2 separate regions of the Siniperca chuatsi genome follow, and region 1 is linked to region 2. Evidence: chromatin contacts called from public Hi-C data. All regions are on one chromosome and are shown on one strand. Each heading gives the region's core, a stretch centred on a gene start, on an enhancer-like site or on the middle of the called end of the contact. The rest is flanking DNA. Distances are from core to core; before and after follow the strand shown.

Region 1 (3,169 bases), core at 513-3,012, 52 kb after region 2:
CCTCCTTAATATTTATAAAAAAGGGACATTAGACCTAAAAACATTTGGAAGACTTCTGTTGTTTTCCAATAAATGTAGATGTTGTGTAACATGTGGAATAAATTCATTATTTAGGATTCTTCCGTCTGGGAATCGGGCCTATTTATCAAATTATAATTAATTATTAGAATTAATTATATGCGAGAAGAAGGTCAAATTGATGAAAGGCAAAATTATACTGTAGCGTCTTCATTTTTCCTGCGAATTTGGGGATTTCAGCGATTTGGGGAAGTTTACGTTCCACATTTACAAACTGGTGGGTATTTCACGGGCTGCAGTAGTTTCAAGCTCTGTATATATTTATAGGAGTATTTTACAAGTATTATTATTATTATCATTATTATTATTATAGGAGTATTTTACAAGTATTATTATTATTATCATTATTATTATTATAGGAGTATTTTACAAGTATTATTATTATTATCATTATTATTATTATAGGAGTATTTTACAAGTATTATTATTATTATAGGAGTATTTTATAAGTATTATAGGAGTATTTTATAGGTATTATAGGAGTATTTTACAAGTATTATAGTACTATACAAGTATTATAGTACTATACAAGTATTATTATTATTATCATCATTATTATTATTATAGGAGTATTTTACAAGTATTATAGGAGTATTTTATAAGTATTATAGGAGTATTTTACAAGTATTATAGTACTATACAAGTATTATTATTATTATCATCATTATTATTATTATAGGAGTATTTTACAAGTATTATAGGAGTATTTTATAAGTATTATAGGAGTATTTTACAAGTATTATAGTACTATACAAGTATTATTATTATTATCATCATTATTATTATTATAGGAGTATTTTACAAGTATTATAGGAGTATTTTATAAGTATTATAGGAGTATTTTACAAGTATTATAGTACTATACAAGTATTATAGGAGTACTATACAAGTATTTTAGGAGTATTATAGGAGTGTTATTGCAGTGGCAGTGAAGGAGATTAAAACTGAAAGTCCCCACTGAGACCATGAACCAGCCTGTCTATGATCTGTAGTATTATGTGAGTATTATGGAAACATCATGGTGATAAAATACCGCAAATACACGATGAGTGCAGCTGTGAACTGAACACACAGGCCTTAATATTCCGGGATTATTACAGAAAAACTACAACCGATTAGAGGCTAAAAGGAGCTAAACCCACAGTATCAGTGAGTGTTATGGAAAAATGTAAGAGTATAATCTCAGGGAGGAGGAGGAGGAGGAGGAGGAGGAGGAGCAGAGCCGCTCCCTCCTGATGAAAACAAACCGGAGGAAGGAGGAGGAGAGCCGGGCTGCAGCAGGCCCGCAGCCCGGGGCTTTAACACGGGCGGCTAGCAGCTAGCTTAACCGAGTACAACCAACAAAAACACCGAGAAAAAGAGTCGGAACACGGAGGGAGGAACCAGCCGGAGCCGGAGGAGACCTACCCGGCTACTGAAGCGTCTTCACTCCGCTTTAAATGTCCCGACACTCGGGGCGGAATCCGGTTTTCGTCCCGGGAGTTTCCGGGTTGAATCGAGGTCTTTAATCCAGGATTTAGTCCGGGTCTTGGTCCGGGTTTTTTCAGGCTCTGAAGCGGTCCATCAGGTCCGGGGCTTGTGGCCTGGCTCCGCTCGGATCAGCTCGACTCTGCCTTCTTTAAGGCGGCGGTGACGCAACATCCGTCAAGGCAGCCGCAGTCCGCAGCGACCGGAACTTCCGGTGCACGTTCACACAATAAAAGCACAAACATTTTTATTTATTTATTTATGTTTAAATATACTTTTAAGGTAAAGGAGAAATGAGTGAGCAAAGTCAACAATGTTTCCACTTTTGTGAATCTTGGATATAAATCTGTGTTTACCACTTTAAAACTTATAACACACGAAACCCCTTTATTAGTTTATTTTAAACGTTTACATCTGAAACTATTAGTCAATTAATCAGTTAGACGACCAACAGAAAATTAATTTTCACTCATTTTACATTACTATTTTTTTTTCCACTGACAAACAATTATCTACGTTTGTTGTTGCTGCTGTTTTAAAGTGTAACTTCCATTTAATTTTAACTTCACTATTTCGACATTTTCCACAAAGCTTTTAGTTTGAAGGCGGCGCTGTTTCGGTTCCGGTTCCACTCCGGTTACCTTGATGGAGCCGCTGGTTTTGGTTCTGGTTCCGTTTGGACCAGAATATTGAGCCCCCTGTTTTTATCTGAAGGACTTCCTGAAGAAAAACTTAACTTTAAAATCACTTTATTTCCCTTTTTAGTGTCTAAAATGTTCCTTTAAAACCCATTATTCCTTTCACCGTGTGGAGTTTGTACATGTTTTCTTTTTAACTTCTACTTTTTGTGAAACCCCTTCAGTTTTCTTTGAACCTCAACCTCTAAAATATAATAAAATAACATTAGCAATTCACTTATTCATAACATTACATTACAACTGATATATAAGATATTATTCTTTATTACAGTGACAATATTACATCTATATATTTCTTGCATATCTTTTATTTATCAGCGCGTCGACCTGTACTTTTACATTTCTACTAAATACAGTGGAGCGAGCTGTCTCTACTGCAGGAAGCCTGAACGAGACGCTGTTAGAGCGCCACCCGGTGACTGACGGAGGAAACGACGGAGGAGGAGATTCGAGAAAAGAAGCAAAGCGAGAGAACAGAAACAAAAAGGACAGGAAAGAAACTGACGCGACTGTTTTCTGCCAGTGATCGACACTTCCTTTATTCCAGTCAGTCAGCGTAGGAAAATAGATTCACATTAATGTTCTGGCTTCTGCCCTCCGTCACTTTCCACAACAAACAAACAAACAAACAAACAAACAAACAAACCAGGCTCCAGGTAAAGTAAAGGTGCATGTCACTGATTATTGTGGTTTCCAAACCTTTTTTGGACCGACGTCGACCCCCCCCCCCTCAACTTCGATATTTAATCTAAAAGAGTAAAGTGCAAAAACAAACACGAAAGCCAGCGGGTTAACAGGGGGACAGAAAAACAAACGTTCAAAGTTATTAATAATAATAATATACAAAAACAGACAATCACAGGAAAACCATGCAGGAAGCCGGCAGCGTCTTCCACAAAGAAAAGATACTTTAAAAAGATCTTCGA
Region 2 (3,122 bases), core at 325-2,824:
TGTGTGTGTGTGTGTGTGTGTGTGTGTGTGTGTGTGTCAGAACATGAGCGATGCCATGGCGGTGCTCCCTAAGTTGTCCACAGGTCTGGATGTTAACGTTCGCTTCACCGGAGTGACGGACTTTGAGTACACACCAGAGTGTATCGTGTTCGACCTGCTGGACATCCCGCTGTACCACGGCTGGCTGGTCGACCCGCAGGTACGCCCCCCCCCTACCTGTGTGTGTGTGTGTGTGTGTGTGTGTGTGTGTGTGTGAGTAAATAGAAAATGACACAAAGGCAGGTCTTTGCAGGTCTTTGGACCTCAGAGACCCGCTGGTACCGGGCTGCAGTAGATCTGTAATGTAGGCAGGTGCCTGACCCTGCAGAGCTCTATACGTGATCCCAAGAACCTGGAACCAGATTCTGGATTCTGATGAGGAGCCAGTGAAGAGACACGGTGTCACCTGAGACCTTCTTGGAGGACCCGGTCTAAAGCTCTGCAGCAGCATTTTGGACCTCGAGTTACAGCAGCCGAGACGGGACGAGACAATTATTACTTCAGACTCAAACGGCTGACGTGTTGGTCCAGAGTCAGAACCTGGTCCACAGGGCCAGGACCTGGACTTCTTATGGAGGATTTAACAGAAGAGGAAAGAGAACTGAGACCCTCCACCTCAGAGAAACGACCGGGCGGAGCAGAAAGAAGAACCACCGCCGCTCCTGTTAATCAATATTTATCAACGAATCTCGCCTTCAGACTCGAACCATCAACGCGTCTCTCAGCGCCGTCTGACTTCCTGTCTGCGGCTCTCAGCTCCGAGCCCGTCGGTTCCTGCCGAAGAGGCGCGTCCTTTTTAGATGCGTCGAACTCGTGCTGGGGATCGGGCGCCAGTTATAGGCTTCCAAAGCGGCGCTCGGGTCGCGTCCGTTAACCCGCGAGGAGGATCCTGAGAGTTTAGGCTCTTCAGCAGCTCAACGCGGACGAATGTTTACCGTCTACCCGCAAGAAAAACAGCCGCAGCTCGAGTTCCCGTAACGCGCGGAGATCTGACCGACCAATCAACAACAGACGCTCATCAGCTGTTAATGATTCATCAGCAGAGATTATGAGCCGGTTTCACTTTGTGATGTTTGACCTTCGATCTAACTTTCGTGTGTGCTGTGTGTGTGTGCTGTGTGTGTGTGCTGTGTCTGTGCTGTGTGCTGTGTGTGTGTGTGTGTGTGTGTGTGTGTCTGTGCTGTGTGTGTGTGTGTGTGTGTGTCTGTGTGTGTGTGTGTGTGTGTGTGTGTCTGTGCTGTGTGTGTGTGTGTGTGTGTGTGTGTGTGTGTGTTCAGAGTCCAGAGATGGTGGCCTCTGTGGGGAAACTGAGTTACAACCAGCTGGTGGAGAAAATCATCGACTACAAACACTCTGCTGACAGCAGCCGAGTCAGTGAAGGTAACACACACACACACACACACACACACACACGTATATATACAAATAAACACACACAGACACACACACACACACACACGTGTATATACAAATAAACACACACACTCTGCGGACAGCAGTCAGGACAATGACTGTACACAGAGGTTTGATGAATCATGCTGTGTATGAACAAACATCTCTGTGTGTGTGTGTGCGTGTGTGTGTGTGTGTGTGTGCGTGTGTGTGCGTGCGCGTGTGTGTGTGTGTGTGTGCGTGCCCTCCAGGTCTGGTGGCGGAGCAGTTCCTGGAGTCGACGGCGACGCAGCTGTCGTATCACGGCCTGTGTGAACTCAACACGACGGCCAAAGAGGGAGAGATCTCCGTGTTCTTCAGAAACAACCACTTCAGTACCATGATCAAACACAAGGTGGAGCCACACACACACACTCTCACACACACACACACACACACACAGACACTCACACACACACACACACTCTCACACACACACACACACTCACACTTTTACTGCAGCTGCTCTTCAGAGACGCAAAGTAATTGGAGAAGTCTTGTTTTTAAGATTTCATGAGGGTGAAACAAACATGTTTATATATATATATATATATATATATATATATATATATATATATATATATATATATATATATATAGCAGAGTTTGTGGTCATTCTTGGATGTAAACGTGAGAGTTTGCAGCAGTCTGACGACGCAGACGGACGTTTGATTCTTCCACCGTTACAGCTTGTTTCCGCTGGAGTCCAGTTGGACTCCAGGTGCGTCGCTGGTCTCATCTCATGTGTTTGATCAATTATTGAAGGCATAAGTATTTGTGATTTAACTCCATGCTGTGCGATGTCTGCCTGTCCCCTCAGGATGAACTGTAAGAACTCTGCTGATCCTCTGACTTTCCATCTAGCGCCACCATCAGGTCGACATGTTAACGCGTCCGACACTTTGGTTTCTGACCGAACACCTGCAGAGCTGCTGACGCTCCCATCAGCCTCAGCTGCTCTCTGTGTTTACTGCTAACTAGCTAATGTTAGCATGCTAACGTGCTAAACTAAGATGGTGAACATGATAGCTGCTATGTTAGCCTCACAGAGCTGCTAGCATGACTGCAGACCAGGTTTTCTGTATTGTATCAGGTTCCTTTACTGTCCGATGGATCCAGATCTCGCCTGCCGACGTGATACCTGTCACTATAGTTACCAGATGATCTCGCATAAATATATAGATCACCTGTCTCTCCGCCCTCGCAGGGTCACCTGTACCTGTTGGTGACGGATCAGGGCTTCCTGCAGGAGGAGGGTTTGGTCTGGGAGTCTCTTCATAACGTCGAGGGAGACGGAAACTTCTGCGACTCCGACTTCAGACTGTGTCATCCTCCGCAGAGAGCCGCGCCCGCCGCCGCCGCGCTGCCGCCCTGCCGCCCACCGCCCAGGAGCAGCAGAGACAGATCGACCAGGTGAGTCCGGCCGGGTGTTCCCGACGGAGCCGAGAGGATCGGTCCGCTCGCGAGTCACCGGCTGATCCTGTTGTTGCTTTTAGGACTACCTGGTGGCGGTGTCCCTGCAGCAGCAGCAGGGCGGGGCCCCGGGGCCCCTCAGCGACCTGGAGTTGGCCCGACAGCTCCAACAGGAGGAATACCAGCAACAGCAGCAACTCCAGCAGCAGCAGCAGCAGCAGCAGGGATCAGCGCAGGCA

Evidence for each region. A called contact is a pair of places that touch in the nucleus more often than the background predicts.
Region 1: a contact with region 2 is called in a Hi-C map of skeletal muscle, with 5 times the contacts expected there. The contact joins the promoter of LOC122864527 here to the enhancer-like site in region 2. A contact is called at or near these places in 2 of 3 Hi-C or Micro-C datasets (skeletal muscle and an unstated tissue).

What each region holds. Positions count from the first base shown.
Region 1 is chrLG17:1,031,908-1,035,076 of ASM2008510v1, forward strand. LOC122864527 (phosphatidylinositol 4-kinase beta-like) reads right to left here and starts at 1,763. Exons shown (of 15, transcript XM_044172061.1): 1 at 1,486-1,763. rfx5 (DNA-binding protein RFX5) reads right to left here. Exons shown (of 11, transcript XM_044172070.1): 11 at 2,761-3,169.
Region 2 is chrLG17:980,022-983,143 of ASM2008510v1, forward strand. mindy1 (ubiquitin carboxyl-terminal hydrolase MINDY-1) reads left to right here. Exons shown (of 13, transcript XM_044172324.1): 7 at 41-199; 8 at 1,317-1,419; 9 at 1,683-1,825; 10 at 2,678-2,824; 11 at 2,827-2,883; 12 at 2,967-3,122. Among protein-coding and RNA genes, the nearest start is that of mindy1, 9.4 kb to the left of the region's middle. Within about 2 kb of position 1,575, the one cell type or tissue checked has an H3K27ac peak away from gene starts, as active enhancers do.